2 separate regions of the Mus musculus genome follow, and region 2 is linked to region 1. Evidence: chromatin contacts called from public HiChIP or PLAC-seq data. All regions are on one chromosome and are shown on one strand. Each heading gives the region's core, a stretch centred on a gene start, on an enhancer-like site or on the middle of the called end of the contact. The rest is flanking DNA. Distances are from core to core; before and after follow the strand shown. Region 1 has its middle 120 kb from the start of Slc4a3. Region 2 overlaps Epha4 (Eph receptor A4).

Region 1 (5,283 bases), core at 1,656-4,155:
ATTGTACCTTGTGAATATGTCACCCAACTTCCTTATTGTCCTCTGCATAAAAAGTCTGATGCTCGATTTGAAAATTACACTCAGATTCCACACAAACTCTCCTGTGTGTGTCTGTTTGTCATTCATTCATCCACGCTTTGCCCACCCACGACTAGAGACCTGTTCCACGCAGACACAGAGACCCAGAGGGTCTGCGGCATGAAACTATTAGCAAGCCACCTGTCTTAGCTAGGGTCTCTAGTGCTGCAACGAAACACCATAACCAAAAAGTAAGTTGTGGAGAAAAGGGTTTATTCAGCTTACACTTCCAGCTCATGGTCCATCACTTGGACAAAGTCAGGACAAGAACTCAAGCAAGGCTGGAACCTGGAGGCAGGAGATGATGCAGAGGCCATGGAGGGATGCTGCTGACTGGCTTCCCATGGCTTGCTCAGCCTGGTTATAGAACCCAGGATCACCAGCCTATAGATGGCACCGCCCACCATAAGCTGGTCCTCTCCCATTGATCACTAATTGAGAAAATGCCTTACAGCTGGATCTCATGGAGCCAGAGGTGCTTAGGTGCCTGCCCCACTGACATCACCAGGAATCTATATCTCCCATCCTGGACCTGTACACAACTACCAAGCATGGCTGGAGAACATGACACTATGGTCTACTTCCATGACCTCCAATGAGTCCCTAGAAGACCAACTTCTCTCTCTCCTTAACCTCCAGCACCTCCCTGCCCCTCCTTTCTTTTGGGTGTTCACCTGACTTCCTGCCTCACTGAGAAAACAGAAGCACCCTGAAACAAACTGCCACCGTTTCTCACCTCCACTTCTACCTGCTCACCAGCATCTGTACCCCAAAACTCTACATTCTCCACCTAAATATTGATACATCTCCCTCCTAGGAAAAGCTGGATTCCACGCACCCCATCCAAGACCCAAAACCTTCCCCTGTGTCTCTTACATCATAGAAATTTTCCTGGTCTGCTGGGCTATTCCTGTGCCCGTATTATTCTTTTGGCCTAAAAGAAAAGTGAATAAGTCATTTTTTCCTCAGTCTTTACTTCCCTGCAGCGACCACCCACGTGCAGGATCCCTTTACAAGAGTTGTCAGTGCTCCTCAGTGGAGCTGTCAGTGCTCCTCAGAGGAGCTGTCAGTGCTCCTCAGCACAGTTGTTGGTGCTCCTTTGCTGAAGCTGTTGCTCTCATTCTCTCCATCCCTCGCCCTCCTCTTCCACTAGAATTGCTTTCTTGTCCAAGTCACTAGTAGCATGGATGTAACTGAATCCAACCATCAGGGCTCCGTGTTCATCCTCCACTGTCATGGGGACCTGCCCTCTTCCTCCTCCTTGGAGGACTCTTCACTTGGTTCTTGGGCTGCCACATTGTTTCAGGTTTTCTCCTACCTCATAGCCATGCCTCTTTCTTCACTGGCCTCTTCTCCTGGAAGGTTCTGGACTCCGCATTTGACCCTTTTCTCTGCCTGCTCCCTGGAATCTCACTCCACTCCTTGGTTTTAAATGTCTTCTATCCACTGCTGACTCCTAAATTTCCTTCTCAACCAGAACCTACCTATCTCATTCTCTCTCTCTCTCTCTCTCTCTCTCTCTCTCTCTCTCTCTCTCCCTCTCCCTCTCCCTCTCCCTCTCCCCCTCCCCCTCCCCTTTCCCCTCCCTCTCCCTCTTTCTCTCTGAAATTCCAGCTCCCCCAGTTCCCTCCTCCCCGGCCCCTCTACTCAGATCATAGTGGACAGAGCCAACGTGAACAGTTCTCCTCCAAACCTGTCCCTATTCAAAGCCTTTTTCATCCAAGTTGCTGGAAACTCAGCCCTTCCAGTTGTCCAAACCAAAACCCTCAGGGCCCATCCCTGACCCATTTCCTTCACACTCTCTGCTACTCCACCAGAGCATGCTCCTGGCTCTACCTCCACAGTAGAGCCAGAACACTGCACGATCTTACCACTTCCAGCAGAACCTCATCCTCCAAACCTTTCATTTTTCACTTTGATTATATTACCCTTCTCCCTTACTGTCTGCCCCTCCCCCTGCCCCCCCCCCGTAGTCTGAGTACCACCCACAATCTCCACCCCCACCTCCAGCTCATTCACCTCTGCAGGAGGACATAGCTTCCACAGGATGCATCTCAGTCTCATCAATCCTGCCTGCTTCTGCCACGAGGACCACAGGATGCCATTTGTCCCTGTCCTGATGAATGGATGTCATTGATGTAGACAATCTGTTTATTAGCAACTGTTACAGCCCAGCTAATCATTTCATTCCTAAATGACCAACTAACCTTCGCCTGAAATCCTTTTGACTAATTCAAGCCAGGTGTGATCCCCGTGACCTCCAGGTGAGCAGCAGGGTATCCAGTGTGCCACCCCAGAGTCATCCATCCCTCTGGCCTTCATGTCCTAACATCCCATTGATGTTTCCCTCCTCTGAAAAATCGCCAGTCACCCAACTCCACGCAGGTGCACACCTCCAATCTGCAGCTCCAGCAGCGGCTGCTGGTCTCCGTGCAGCTGTTTCTTTTCATGGGCCTCTTTTGTGCACTGACATCTCTGAAAGGCGGGGTGGGGAGCATATCGAATTTCAAGAGATGAACCAGCTGGCTTAAGAGAGACACAGAAGACACAGTCGGTGGGACACTTTTCATGAGAACATATTTCCAGCAAGCTCAGTCCATCTGGGGTGCTGCACGGCGTTAATCTCGCCCCTGAGATATGGATTAAGAAGATTCTGCCCATAAAAGATGCCTGCTTTTCAAATATGCACCCCCTCCACCCCGCCCCGCCCCACCCCCAGCCTGGAATGTAGAGACAGCTTAGGAACTCCGAATCTCAACACTGTCACTAGAGCCTGCTCTCTGGTTTCAAATTCACTTCACTCTCTTTCTTGTTTGAGTCTTTATTTTTTCCAGGTGTGGAATTGGCTAAGTGGCCACAACATAGTCTTACTCAACAACATCGGGCTGACTGCCTAAGGACTCAGTCAGCTAAACTGCCACTGAGGCTAACACGTGACATTTTGACCCTACAATTGCCAAGATGGAGCTGTTTGTTTTTGTAGACGTGTTTGAAACATGTGGGGCAGGTATACAATTCCCACGTGAGCCAGTGTCTCTGGTTATTCTGATGTAAACACACTGCTTCCCACAGCTGGGCCAAGACAGTCCCTTCAAGTCCTGTCTTTTTGAGCAGCCTAAGCTCAGAGCTTTCCAAAATGGAACTTCATATGTCTCATATGTAGCAAAAAAAAAAAAAAACTCCTTTTAATGTGTGTTTGTGTGGAGTTTTAAGTGTATGTGTGTGCAGATGCATGTGGAGGTCAGAGGTCATCGCTGGTGTCATCCTCTATTGATATGGCTTTCCTTTATTGGTCTCCATCTTATTTTTAAAGATTTCTTTAGTTCCATTTTATGTGTACGGGTACTTTGTGTTATGATCTTGAATGTTGCATGGCTTCAAAAGGGACTACACGAGGCCAAATAGTTCCACATAAGGTTTATTGAAAGAGAGAGGGGCAAGGTGGTGGAGGAAAGAGAAGTGGGGAAGAGAGAGAGATGGGAGGGGGGCCTTTCTTTATATATGGGTGATGATATAATTACAGGTAAAGGTGGGAGGTGGGCCAAGTGGGTTCTGGGAATATTGTGGCTATTGCCTTGGCAACGGGTCTGCAGGTCCCGCCTATGTGATGTCATAGGTTTTGGAGGTCATGATACCAACACTTTGCCTCCTCCACACATCTGTGTGCACTGCCTGCATACCTGGTGCCTACAGAGACTCCTGGAACTGGTTATAAACCACCAGTTGGGTTCTGGGAACATATGCCTGGGTCTCTGCAAGAGTACCAAGTACTCTTAACTTCTGAGCCATCTCTCCAACCCCTCCACCTTATTTTTTGAGCTAGGGCTTCTCACTGACCCTGAAGCTCACGGATTTGGCTAGACTGGCTGGCTAGCAAGCAGTGGGGATAATATCTCTACGTCCCCAACACTGGGGCTGCAGGAGCTTGAATACCATACTCAGATTTTACTATGGATGCCAAGAATCCCCACTCACGTCATCACGCTTAAGCCAACAGCACTTTCCCAACAGCACCACCTCTGCAGCTGACATAGATGGCAAAAATCTCAAACCAACACGTCTTGGTGCCAGGAAAATAACCTATCCCAGAAGAAATTAAAGGAGCATCTCTACTTAGTAAGATTATTAACATAGTAGGAAAGAGATCATTTTGTTAATGATCATATATTCGGGCTTCCATCAATTAAGGCTTTGAAGCAAACAGCCACAGAGAGGATTCCTCACTGATGCTAATCGGTATGGCAAATGACATTCCAAGTTCTGTTTCTCTCCTGACCATAGGAACTGAAAGTAAAAACAATTTGTCAGCAGAGCATTTGATCTGAGCTCAGGGTGCCCTAGTTCCAAAGTGCACAGCCTTGAACACAAATGGGGCAATAGCTTTCACCTAGGAAGCTAAAAACAACAGCCCCCCCCCCCACCTGCTCTGTTGCCCAGCTACATCCACTGAGTCCTGACAAAGGCCCTAGAAAGAGGCAGGTGCTGGAACAAGGTAAATCTGAAACACCCGTGCCAGTTCTTGTCTGGGTATCACTTGCCTGTGTTGTTTGTCATCGGTAATTGTTGCTGTTGTTACATTGTTACATTTGTTTACTAGGGCAGCAGGGTCAGGGGGCAGGTGCATGCCAAATGGAGGTCAAAGGACAATCTCCAGGATGCGGTTCTCACCTTCCATCCTGTGAGCCTCCTGGATCAAATTCAGGTCATCCAGCTTGGTGGCAAGCATGTTTACATGCCGAGTCACTGGCCTCGCTTGTCATTCTATTGCCCAATTGGTTATCTCGAGCTAACCAAGAGATCAAGGACACCTTAGCCAGTAGTTGTGCTTGAATTTTCAGACCAACACCACACCCCTCACCTGGTTCTTCATCTCAAAAGCAAATCCCTTCTCCCTGTGAAGCAACCAGCCTGTGAAGGAAGAGAGACTCCTTTCTCCACTTTTAATGATGTTTGGATCTTCAGGATTTCCAAAGGCCCACATAGAAAAGCCTTTCTTGCCAGCCTAGTACTATCAGGTGGTGGGAGAAGCATGAAGAGGTGGGATCTGGGGAGAAGTCTTCACATCACTGAAGACCTGGGGATCTCGATCTCTTCCTATCTCTCCCTCACTCTTTGGATTCCCAACCATGAGATGAGCAGTTTTGTTCCACCACAAGCCTAAAGCCATGAGCCAAGAAGCAGCTCAGAGCTCTTCCCTGTTGATCA
Region 2 (4,618 bases), core at 1,347-3,846, 1.8 Mb before region 1:
CCAGCAAATTTCACACTTCAGCAAATTGTGTTTAAAGAGAGGCCCTTGAGAGATGCTCTGAACCCCTCTATTAAAAAAAAATCCCCAAACAGTTAGGGCTTTCCTAATGCATGCATTCTTTGTTATATTTTATGACTACAAAAGTCATCTTGAATTCTTAAGCACCGATCTAGTTGAAGACATCTATTGGCCTTAATAACATTTTAAATTTTAATGGCTCAGTTGTTTCCGCTCTGAGCTTATACTGCATGTAGGAGTTTAAACTATCTGGCACACACAATTCCGTGTCTGGCTGATACCCTAAAAATTAAAAAAAAAAAAAAAATCTGTGGTTGCCAATTCTCAAACTTAAAATCCTCCTCATAAATGACTCTTCTTTTTTTTTTTTTTTTTTTTTTAAATTTTTTTTTTTTAAAGTTGTTAAGACCAATTTCTTTTTTTTTTTTTTTTTAAGATTTATTTATTTATTTATTTATTTATTTATTATATGTAAGTTACACTGTAGCTGTCTTCAGACATTCCAGAAGAGGGAGTCAGATCTCGTTATGGATGGTTGTGAGCCACCATGTGGTTGCTGGGATTTGAACTCTGGACCTTTGGAAGAGCAGTCGGGTGCTCTTACCCACTGAGCCATCTCACCAGCCCTAAATGACTCTTCTGTTTCTAATCTCTAACATCGCTTTTAGAGAATTAATTGTCCAAGAGGTAAAGTTTAAGAGATGAGGATTGCCGAAAGATAATTTTATGGCCATGTTTGTTTGTTTGTTGAGAGCATAGCATATGGTGGTGACCATTCTGAGGAACCATTTTCAAAAGGAGCTGTGTATAATCTAATCCAAAAGCCCCTGTCTCTTTGTCCACTCACTGTGGCTTCACTGTGTCCTGTCTATCGCAGCAAAAGAGACAGTTGCATGGAAAGTGGAAGCTGCCTGCCCCATAAGTATCTCCTCAGCCCTTGGGCTTAGAACTCCCCTATACTTCCATACTGTGGAATCAAAGAGGGATCGAGATTCAACATCACAAACACGGTGTTCATCTGTTGCTCTGTCTGCCTCTCCTTTCTGCTTATGACATTCCACGTAATTGTCCAGAGTCATCATTTTTTTTTTTTTTGTCAGCCCCACAGTTCTGTAAGCCAAGTGACATTTGGGCTTGGAAAGCTTCCACATAGCCGGGAATACATCAATTTGTCAGAGAAAGATTCACCCACATCTTTCTTAAGACAGTAAGGCCCTGTCAATAATATTCCCTATCCTATAATTTTGTGATATACTTTAATTCTTTTCCAAAAAGTGCTATCTGAATTTTTCTCTCTTCTGACTGTGTTTCAAAGGCAATGAGATTCATTAAAGAAGAAAAAAAGAGTTTTAAAAGTTTAGGTAAAGGGACTCAAACTCTCAATTTATAGTAACCCTGACTTTTGTGAGTAGCTTGTGTGATCTCTTAAAATGACCATTAGAAAATAGGTGTGCTATTTCAGATACATACATCATATATACGTGATGGGGAATCGGGTGGCTTAGAAGGTGACTAATAGGTCTTTGGACCTTTGGGTCACCTCTTTGAATGTAGATGTCATCCTAAGTGTTCCAGAGCCTGACCACTTGGCAGCCATGAGTGACTATGTTAATGGGTTTGATTTCAGTCCAGGTCTTTGCCGACAGGTGCTCATATCATAACTGACACTAATTGACTTCCTAGTGTTTCAACTTGGATGATAGTGGGCCATCTCTGAGACAGTTATAAGGAAGGAGAGCTTCGTGATATATTCAGTCTCCCTTGAAAGTCAAGAAACTGAATGTCCTGAGTGGGCCCCCTGGTGCCATGTCTCTGCCTGGCCCCTTTAGCCCAAGAGGCAGGACAAAGTAATCTAATTTTGAAAATTTTTCTAATAACTCAGGATGGCTAATGACTCTTGTCATTGAGCCTTTCTTTTCAATTGTCCTGTACAAATGTATACCATTTATGAAAATTGGTACTTTTGTTTAAAGTTTTTAACCAGATCATGTATTCATAAAAATAGCTACAAATGATGCTTATTGACAAAGAATATAAAGTTGTATTCATGCCCTTGCAAAATTAAGGCCAGTATGAGAAAAGTAACAGGGCACCCTTTATCCGAAAATTTCAAAGTCTGATCTGGGTGCAGTGGTGTATCTCACTGCAATCTCAGCACCGAGGAGGTGGTAGCAGGAAAGTGAGGGTTCAAGGTCATCACCTGTTACATAGCAAGTTGAAGGCCAGCCTGGGCTACATGTGAACTTGTCTCAAACAAAACCTAAAAAGAATATCAAGGAATAAAATTAAAGGAGACTCAAGCGTCTAAGGTTCTCTTGAACCTCTCCAAGTGCTTGCATCCAGATTAAGACATCAGCGGGTAGTCTGACTGGGGCAGCGGCCTGAGACGATTTGTATTGATAAGACTGTTTTCTGGAGCTTTTCTGAGTTTATCTATTAGCTGACCCCTTTTCCTCCTTCTTTCCCTTCCTCCTTCCACTGCTTCTTCTTTTACTTCACAGATGATTCCAGTATCCCTATAGCACTTGGCAAAGTCACAACTGTCCTGAATTAATCACCACACCTTAAACAATTCTCAATAACAATAGTCACAGATCTATTTGTTAAAACCAACAGGCTCCTTTAGCAAATGTTAAACGCCTTAACCTCTACAGAACAGCGTTTATAGACGTAAGACAGTAGAAGTAGCTAATAGAGAGGAAGGAGCAGGACTCTCCTTTGGTCAGTTTCTGGAGAAGGCTTTCCAAGTCTCCCCATGTGTAAATGTGGAAATTTGAATGTGGGAAGCAGGAGGCCAGAGCCAAACTCTACTGGGTGCATCTATCTCTCATGCTGGCATTTAGAAGCTTGGTGATTAAAACATGTTTAATTGAGGACCGTTCTAGATGCTCTGGCCGTCAGAAAGCTAAATGTTGTAGCATTGTCAGGACGATTAGCAGCTGTCTGGGAAACAAAGCAGCCCATGGCTCAGCCCGTTCATTTTGCAGCCTTGGGAGGCACAGAGCTCTCCAGCAGGGCTGACAGTGAAGGAGTAAAGCCCTGGTGGGTAGCAGTTAATCCTTCCCTCTCTTGGCCGCTCTGTCCAAGAGGCTTCCCTTACATATTCCAAATAAATTCTGGAGGGCCCTGTGGGTCATGGAGGAGCTGGCTTTGACAAAGGGTTCTCTATCCAAGTCACACAGACAGACTAGCTGAGATACTCAATAAATAATAACTCTTCAATTTAGGTGAGCTTGACATCATCACTCTTCTCACTAGAAGCATCTAAGGTGGAAAAAAAAATTACGCTTTTTTTGCAGTTACCAGATTTAACTACCTACGTCCTTATCTTAATACAGTTGTCTTGCTCAGGCAAATTCTTATAAAAAGACCACCGAGAAGGAAGGCTTGTTTTCCTGTTGCCTCAAACTGCCATTCTGACTTAGCAGGAAGTACATTCGTGGAGTCCTGTGGTGTTTCTGTTGGCAAGTGTTGGGCTACACTTGTCAGAATGCGCCAACGAACCTCTTGAGAAACACGCAGTGAAACAAACAGCTGAGAAGATACTCAGTGCAGGGGCACCAGAGCCAGGAAAGGAGCACGTGACTGCTTATGGAGTCCCGGGTGTGATGCTGGGACCGGCCCTGTGGTGGCACATGAAGTAGTGTCTGTTAGAAGGGAAAATGATAATGCAACCGTTGTCTGCGCCAAGCGCAGGGATCCCGGTGCTTCGATTGCATTGTTGTTTTTGAAGTCACTGTGGCTCTATTCTACAGAAGTTTCCCCCTTTCTAGACTTGTTTCGGTTTTTTCTGAGCAGGAAGGCTTATCAGGGATTTTGGATCAGTCTTTCTAATGATAAGTGCAATAATTCACTACCTGTACACTCCAATAACCCTAATATTTGTTTTATGATCTTGTCATGAAAAATGTTTACATAACACAGAAAAGTGGGCAATATATTCTTAATTTGTCACCATTGGCCTCATCTCATAGCAGACACCTGTTTGATGGTCACATCATGAAGCACAGTACCACAGAATACTGTGAATCTTCCAAAAGCTTCTCGTGAGCCTCTTACCCCTCCTCCAACTCCAAATACTATTAGTTGTGTGTTATCTTTATCTCCACTCTTCAAGTTAGTTAGCTCAATGTGAGGGGATTCAAAACTAGATGGTGTGTGATATGTGTGCTAGCAGAGGCCATGTGTACTGACTTGGGAAATTCGGGAAACCACCACAACTCCATGTTAGTTGCTGCTATTTCTGTGGAAAGGAAAGTTAGCTTAAGTATACAATTTCTCACTCAAGGGTATGGTAGGTAGCACATGTCTTTAATCCCAGAACTGTGGCGGCAGAGGCTGGTGGATCTCTGAATTTGAGGCCAGATTGGTCTACAGAGTGAGTCTCAGAATAACCAGGGCTACCTTCAAGACCAGAAACCCACCTATGTTAGCTTGGCCTTAGTAATAAAATTTCTATAATATTCCCAAATTGGCACCACTGTTGGGGAGCAAATGTTCCCATGAGCCCATGGGGGTACCATTTCCTATTCAAATCCTAACAGAAAGAAAGGAGATGCACAGCTTTCTGTAGACCAGTGGGTGAGGATGTGGGTGCTAG

The links. HiChIP or PLAC-seq counts read pairs in DNA pulled down with a chosen protein or histone mark.
Region 2: a contact with region 1 is called in an H3K27ac HiChIP or PLAC-seq map of embryonic stem cells, with 11 times the contacts expected there. The contact joins two enhancer-like sites. A contact is called at or near these places in 2 of 484 Hi-C or Micro-C datasets (cerebral cortex and frontal cortex), 1 of 115 datasets of contacts at active chromatin or transcription factors (embryonic stem cells) and 1 of 9 other capture datasets (embryonic stem cells).

The regions. Positions count from the first base shown.
Region 1 is chr1:75,660,068-75,665,350 of GRCm38.p6, reverse strand. No RefSeq gene overlaps it. Among named protein-coding and RNA genes, the nearest start is that of Slc4a3, 120 kb to the right of the region's middle. RefSeq lists an enhancer at 2,097-4,598. Within about 2 kb of position 2,905, at least 35 of the 459 cell types and tissues checked have an H3K27ac peak or open chromatin away from gene starts, as enhancers often do. A contact at or near this core is called in embryonic stem cells, where this site is marked.
Region 2 is chr1:77,411,454-77,416,071 of GRCm38.p6, reverse strand. All of the region lies in intron 5 of Epha4 (Eph receptor A4), which reads left to right. Among named protein-coding and RNA genes, the nearest start is that of Mir6352, 83 kb to the left of the region's middle. Within about 2 kb of position 2,596, at least 17 of the 459 cell types and tissues checked have an H3K27ac peak or open chromatin away from gene starts, as enhancers often do. A contact at or near this core is called in embryonic stem cells, where this site is marked.